2 separate regions of the Sus scrofa genome follow, and region 1 is linked to region 2. The links are chromatin contacts, called in public HiChIP or PLAC-seq maps. All regions are on one chromosome and are shown on one strand. Each heading gives the region's core, a stretch centred on a gene start, on an enhancer-like site or on the middle of the called end of the contact. The rest is flanking DNA. Distances are from core to core; before and after follow the strand shown.

Evidence for each region. HiChIP or PLAC-seq counts read pairs in DNA pulled down with a chosen protein or histone mark.
Region 1: an H3K27ac HiChIP or PLAC-seq map of alveolar macrophages shows a contact between it and region 2. The contact joins the promoter of CEP295 here to the enhancer-like site in region 2. A contact is called at or near these places in 1 of 5 promoter capture datasets (liver), 23 of 47 Hi-C or Micro-C datasets (alveolar macrophages, blood, brain and 14 more) and 2 of 2 datasets of contacts at active chromatin or transcription factors (alveolar macrophages and skeletal muscle).

The regions. Positions count from the first base shown.
Region 1 is chr9:26,101,731-26,105,219 of Sscrofa11.1, forward strand. CEP295 (centrosomal protein of 295 kDa) reads left to right here and starts at 1,537. Exons shown (of 31, transcript XM_021062639.1): 1 at 1,537-1,677. The coding sequence starts at 1,542. It overlaps LOC102157509 (a long non-coding RNA gene), which reads right to left and starts at 1,394. Exons shown (of 4, transcript XR_002335587.1): 1 at 1,051-1,394.
Region 2 is chr9:25,704,062-25,707,421 of Sscrofa11.1, forward strand. The region is part of intron 2 of DEUP1 (deuterosome assembly protein 1); the gene reads left to right. Among named protein-coding and RNA genes, the nearest start is that of SLC36A4, 17 kb to the left of the region's middle. Within about 2 kb of position 1,585, at least 12 of the 83 cell types and tissues checked have an H3K27ac peak or open chromatin away from gene starts, as enhancers often do. A contact at or near this core is called in alveolar macrophages, fetal liver and mesenteric adipose tissue, where this site is marked.

The sequences.
Region 1 (3,489 bases), core at 287-2,786, 400 kb after region 2:
ACCTCTGTATTCCTCTGCTTCTCTCACCTCAATGGATGTTTCACAGGCACATGAAGCCGAACATTTCCAGAGGTGAGCTCATCGCCTTGCCCACTAAACAGACTCCCATTTCTGATTTCTCCCTTGGTGATTTCTCCCATTAACGGTGCTCCTCAAGCCAGTGGCTGTGAGGTTAACTGTATTCTCCCTTTTCCTTCAACCTCAAATGCAATTGTTTTGTCAACTACTTCTAATTCTGCCTTCTAAATATTTCTGAAATTCATCCCTTGGCCAAGGTATCCCAGAAATAGCTCAAATTACAAACATTCAAAGTTTAACTCACTATTTTCCCCACCCTAACCTGATCCTTTCTGTGTGTTCTAGGAGAATGTTATGCTCATCCATTCAGTTGCCAAATAAGGAACTCAGGAATCACCATTCATTTCTCCCTCTTTTCCGCCTTCCACAACCAGGTAACCACTAACTCTTGATGCTTGGCCTCCTGTTTGCCCTTTTTTTTTTTTTTTTTTTCTTTTTTTTAAGGACCACACCCACAGCCCATGGAGGTTCCCAGGCTAGGGCTCCAATCAAGAGCGGTAGCCACGGGCCGACACCACAGCCATGCCAGATCTGAGCCGTATCTGCGACCTCCACAGCTTATGGCAATGCGGGATTCTTAACCCACTGAGCAAGACCAGGGATGGAACTTGGGATACTAATCAGATTCGTTTCCACTGAGCCATGACGGGAACTCCCTGCCTCTTAAACGGACCCATATCTCTCTATTTTTATTGTGATCATCTTTCACGTTCTGTAGGAGTATCCTAATTGGCTTCTCTACCTTCAATTTCAGTCTTAACTTTCTCTGCCCTCTTCTCCACATGAAGCTGTATCAGCTCATACCAGCGACTTCCTCTGCCTCTCTCTCCATTTTCTAATCCTTTGATTCCTGATATGTTTCACCACCCTGGACAATAAAATCTGGGATAGGTGCCATAATCCATTTACCCTTGTCTCCCCTGCACCAAGCACACTGTATCTGGCACAACATGATAGGTGCTCAATACGAACCTGCGCTCTTCCCCTTTCTGATTAAGAGGTTATTTACAGCAGATAAATCCTTGACACGTTCTAGGTATGTCGGACCTCTAGAAGCAACATGATAAAGAGTTCACTTGTACCAGTTGAAAGTTATCACAAAAATAACTGGAGCGTGAAAAATAATACCACACGAACTGTGTAGGTAACATACAAAAGGATGCATATTCAAAGGCATCTTCAGGTTGGCGCTTAAAACTAAAGTCACCCTCGTGGTTCTGGGGAAATACCTTCCCCTTTCTGGACCTCTGTCTCGCTACCTGTAAAACTGAGCCTGCAGACAGAGGTGAACTAACCTTCCGAGCCGCGGTATGAGAAATAATGGGGCCTACGTCAGAACGGCAAGTGCGCGTGCGCATGCGCCGGGGAGCAGGCTTTACTGCGCGGCTGTCCCGGCGGCCCCCGGGAGAGGCGGGACCAGGAGGATTCCCGCCGTTCGGCCGCGCCATTGGCGGGCGGTTTGAATGACGGAAGTGACGGAAGCTCGGCGATGGCAGCCCCGCAGGCGCACAAACGGCTGTGGGGAGGCTGATGTGTGCTGGCCTCGGGGGCCTTCTCTGCCTGAGCCGCGGTTCCAGCGTCCCGGCTCGCGTTTCCCAGGTGAGTGACGGACGCGCCGTTTCCCTGCGGCTCCGGGCGTGCACGGCTCCCCAAGGCCCTGGAGCAGGGAGTGTGCTTTGGAGGAAGAGGGTGCCGCGCACGCAGCACGGCCCGCGGCTCTCCGGCCTCGGCGGGCCGCGGGCCGCTGGGTTGGGATCGGTCAGGCGGCGGCGAGGAGCGCCAGGTCAGGTGGCACGCGCGTCCCTACCCAGGCCCGTCTGCTTCGTACGAGAGGTCGCTCTGGGGCCTTTTGCGCGTCCTCCCGGGGTCGGGTCTCTCGGGGTCCCTGAGCTTCCAAGTCGGGATGGCTTGGATGGCCTTCGCGATCGCTACTGCAGATACTTCTGGGTGCGTCCTGCTCACCTGCCCCCAGGTCACCCCGCGGACGTGGTCCCGATCCTGGTAGCGGTCCAAGAGCACTGCCCCAAATCGCCTCGTGCGGAGAGCATGCTCTTTCTCGGTGTCGCTCACACTTAATTTCTCAGATATGAAGTCCTGTCATAAACTTGAGGTTTTAAAACAACGGAGAATACTCGGATCTTTAATATTTAGAAAGTGTTTGGCAGTTTATGTTTATTAGGTCACATAACCATCAGAACAACCTGTTGGAGAAGATATGATTCTCGTATAGCTTAAACAAACAAGACCAAAGTGACTTAGGTGTCTTCCTGCTGTAAGCGGTAGTGTTGAGTCCTGAACCCAAATCTTCCAATTTTCGTATTTATGACTACGAAATGCCAGCTGCCATTTAATCCTTAGGACAAAATCTTACGAGATAAGTACTATCACGTCCATTATTGATCAGTAACAATACATATAATTTGAAAATCCATATTGATATAAATAAATATAACAAAGTGAGGGAATGGGGGAAACTCTTCCTTACAGCAGGATTCCAATTGATAAGTGTAGAAGGAACAATGGACCTAGAAAATACCTTTTGACAAATGCCACGGGAATTGTTTCAGACATAGGACATTAAACTTAAAGTATGATGAGGAACATGATATTTATATAGCCACAGCTATCTCTTCACTAGACGCTCAGAAAGGAAAAGTCGTATTTACAGTGGAGAAACCTGGTAGATATCACCTTAATCAAGTGACCAAAATTCACATGATGTTAACATCATTTAGCATCTGTGCCATGCACTGAGAAGGGTTGTCTCATCACTTGTGTGGTGTTCTTGCCAAAAAGGCATAACCTCATTCTAACCACAAGAAATGATTAAACAAATCCAAATTGAGGGTCATTCTGCAAAATAACTGGCTGAAAGGCTCTTACAGTGTCAAGACCTTGGGAGGAAAAAAAAGGACTGTGGAACTGTCTCAGATTAGAGTTGTCGAAGGAGACAAAACATCCTCAGCAGCCTTTAGGATGTAATTCACAGACTCTCAGCCCCTGTATTCTAAAATTCATTTGCATAGATGCTTTCCATGGGCACTCCTAGTTGATAACTGAGCACGACATGAGCAGTAAGGTAGGTTTGTTCCTGCCTTGAGACACAAGGAATTTTGGCATAAGGACTCCCCAGAAGTCTTGTTGAAGCTTCTAAGCAGTTTACAAGGCATCCACCCAACTTACCCTCCCTGCTTCCCTCAGTGTCAGATGGGCACAGAAGGAAGTCTAAAATGCTCCCAGCTTTACCAGCTCTGTCCCCATTTTCCCTCAAATAGGCATTTGCCCTAATAAAATCTTTTTGGGTTTAATCTCATCTTGGCATCAGTTCTTAGAGGACCTCAAGTAACACAGCAATCAAAGGAAATGTGTTGCTCTTTGCTTGGGTCTTAGTCCAGAAAATGGGCTTTTGTG
Region 2 (3,360 bases), core at 335-2,834:
ACCCCTCAATCCTGGACAACCTGGGAGAGCTGGTCACCCGACCACTCCTAAATAAAAGAACACAGTGATCTTAGCATGATTGTTAGATAGCCTTCGATTTAACATTTCCATTTGTTCAAAAGTCCTTTCTAAGCAGATCCGTCACTTTGATTCCACTGAAGGAGATTAATAATTATTAACAACAGCTATCATAATGCAGTCACTGAGCAATTGCTACATTCTAGGTAATGCGAAAAGTTAAAGCAACAATGCTGTGAAATCAGTATTATTATTCCGTAGCAAAGAGCCATTTATCTGGACAAAAGTGGCAATCAGGAAAGTAAGTTTTATGCTATAAATTACAACCAAAGCCGTCTGTAAACTTAGAGTAGAAGGATACTCCCTTCACACGAATTCCTGTCCTAAATCAACAGCATTTGTTTTTTGGCTGCACCCACAGCATGAGAATGTTCCTGAACCAGGGATTGAGCCTGAGCCACAGCAGTGGCAACACTGAATCCTTAATGGCTAGGCTACCAGGGAACTCCAGCACACTTCATTTTTTACGGTAAAATATTAGAGACATTCTACTAAAGTCAGGAAGAAGACAAGCCAGCTATCACTGTTATTATTTAATTTCATCCTAGAAGTTTTATACCTAAGAATATTTAGAAGATTGAATAGGAGTTATTTTATGGCTCGGTGGGTTACCAGTCTGGCATCAGACTTCCCCTGTCACAATGGGATTGGTGGCATCTCTGGAGCACTTGGATGCAGGTTCAATCCCTGGCCCAGCACAGTGGATTAAGGATCTGGGCTGCCACATGGGTCACAACTGTGGCTTGGATCTGATCCCTGGCTGGGGAACTCCATGTGCCTAGGGGCAGCCAAAAAAGAAGAAAAGAAAAAAGGATAAAACAAAAAATAATCTGGCATCACTGCAGTGGCTTGGATCTTGACTGTGGCACAGGTTCGATCCCTGGCTCAGGGTGCAGCTAAAAAAAAAAAAAAATAATTGAATAAGTAAATATGGGAAAGATGTCAACATAGTTATTAGTTGTAAATCATGATTGTCTACCTTGAAAAGCTACAATGATCAGATGAAAAACTGTGAGCTCTACTAAAAGACGTTACATATATATCCAAAAGGAGATGTTTTAATGATAATAACCCCTGGAAATTTCTAGTTGGGGATTATAGGGGAGGGTTTTTTTTTGTTTTGTTTGTTTTGTTTCGTGTGTTTCAGCTGACATATTAAGAATTAGGCAGAGGCCAAGAGATTTATCCTGAGAAGTTACCCTTCTCAGCGGTAACTTCCCTTTGTGCTACTGAAGGCAGGTCTTTTTTGAAGAAAAAGAATATAAGGGATTTAGGGCAACCACTTCTGAAGAGAGAGAAGGGAGTTTCTTGTCTGAGCTGGAGGTAGAATTGGTCCTTTTAGGTTCAAGGGCTTCAGAAGTAGGGAACTGCTGGATCTAGAAGAGGCCCCAGGGAAAGAAAGGGGTTGCAGCTCTGGGTTTGTGAGATGCTAGACGCCTGCACCCCTCCTAGCTCAGAGCCATGATGATTTCAACCCCCTGAAGGAGCTGTGCTGGGGGAGGTGAAGCGCAGAGAAACTATGTAGCACGATCCTGTAATTGATTAACAAACTGGTAAACACTGGGTTTCTATGGGCAGCAGGTGTGGGAGGAAAAACTTACATTTTAACTCTATGCCCTGTTGTGCCTTCTGAAATTTTGTCTACACTTAATAGCATTCTTTCAGATGTGGAAGTAATTAAAACCTGGAGTTTCTGCTATGGTTAAGAACCTGACTGCAGGTGTTCCGTTGTGGCTCAGTGGAAATGAATTCAACTAGTATCCATGAGGATGCAGGTTCAGTCCCTGCCGTGAGTTGTGGTGTAGGTTGCAGATGCGGCTTGGATCTCATGTTGCTGTGGCTGTGGTGTAGGCCAGCAGTTATAGCTCTGATTTGACTCCTAGGCTGGGAACCTCCATATGCCTCAGATGTGGCCCCAAAAAGTAAAAAAATAAAAAAGATCTGACTACAGTGGCTTGGGTCGCTACAGAGGTTCAAGTTCAGTCCCCAGCCTGGCACAGTGGTTTAAAGGATCCAGCATTGCCACAGCTTTGGTGTAGGTTACAGTTGTAGTTTGGATTCATTTCCTGCCCCAGGAACTTAGATATGCCATGGATGTGGCAATAAAATGGAAAAAAAAAATTAGAAATAATTAAAATTTTTAACTAGCTGTGTAGGTAGCTGTGTAAGAGCCAGCTAAAATGGCTCTCTGGTTTCTGTGTTACATTCTGGGAGAAAAAAAGAACGCAGGCCCACCTGTGCATCATTGTGTCCCAGAATGGCCCTGTCACTTCACTTCTCAGTCCTTGCTCTGCCCAGGGCCAAGACCAGATTTTAGGAGCCATTTAGGAGACAGAGTCAAATGCCAGACACTTGCTCAAATCCCCTCTTCCTCCTGATGGTTAAGAGTTTGTGCCGCAATGAGTCAAACCCATTCTGCCTGGATTCCCAGCCTCAGCCTCTGAAAAACAACTCTATTGCATCACTCAGAAATTCACCAGGCATTCCCAAGATGAGTCAGCCACCAAGAGGGGACCCAACCAAAGGCTGGCATGAGTCCAAGGAAAAAAATGTTTTTAAAAAAGAAGAAAAGTGCTCTAAGAAACACCAATTATAACTGAAATTGTTTATACAACCCTGTAAAGGACCCTTGACTAAGCTATCAATATGCTCAAACTCATACGGGGAATTAAGTTGTGAGGACACGTTTGTGTAGATAGTGTCATGGTTACCGGAGCAGCCTGGGGAAGCTTAGCTCCTCATTAAAGGAGGGACTTTTGGTCCCTGTGAAGCTTCTAAGAAGCAAGCCTCAGGGGCCCTGCACACGTATTACAATACCTGGCATTGTAGCAAATGCTGAATAAATATAAGTTCGTTTTATTATTGGTATAGTTGTTTCCATAAATTCAAGAGATTAAGAATGCCAGAACTAAACTCCTTTAAAAGAAAAATCTGGAGATCAGCAATGACATCTAAAAGCCACGTGTCCTCCTTTTAACAGTAATTGCTCCCTCCAGAATGGCAGGAACTTCTTTCAAAAGATTGTCCAACCTATTGGTAGGAGAGGAACAGTGTTTAAGATAATACCATGGGCTCTGCTGTCACCTAGTGGAAAATTAGATTATTATAAACTGTTCTCAATTACAACCTCATTGTGATAGTTGCCAACCGGCTTCCATTGACTTGCAATGTACAGTTCATCAAATTCCAAGTTAGAGTCCGTGTCTATGTTGACACGCCTTTCTTTAATCCCCCAACAGCAAAGGCACGTGATCCTATGTGAGCTGCACAATCAGAGACCAG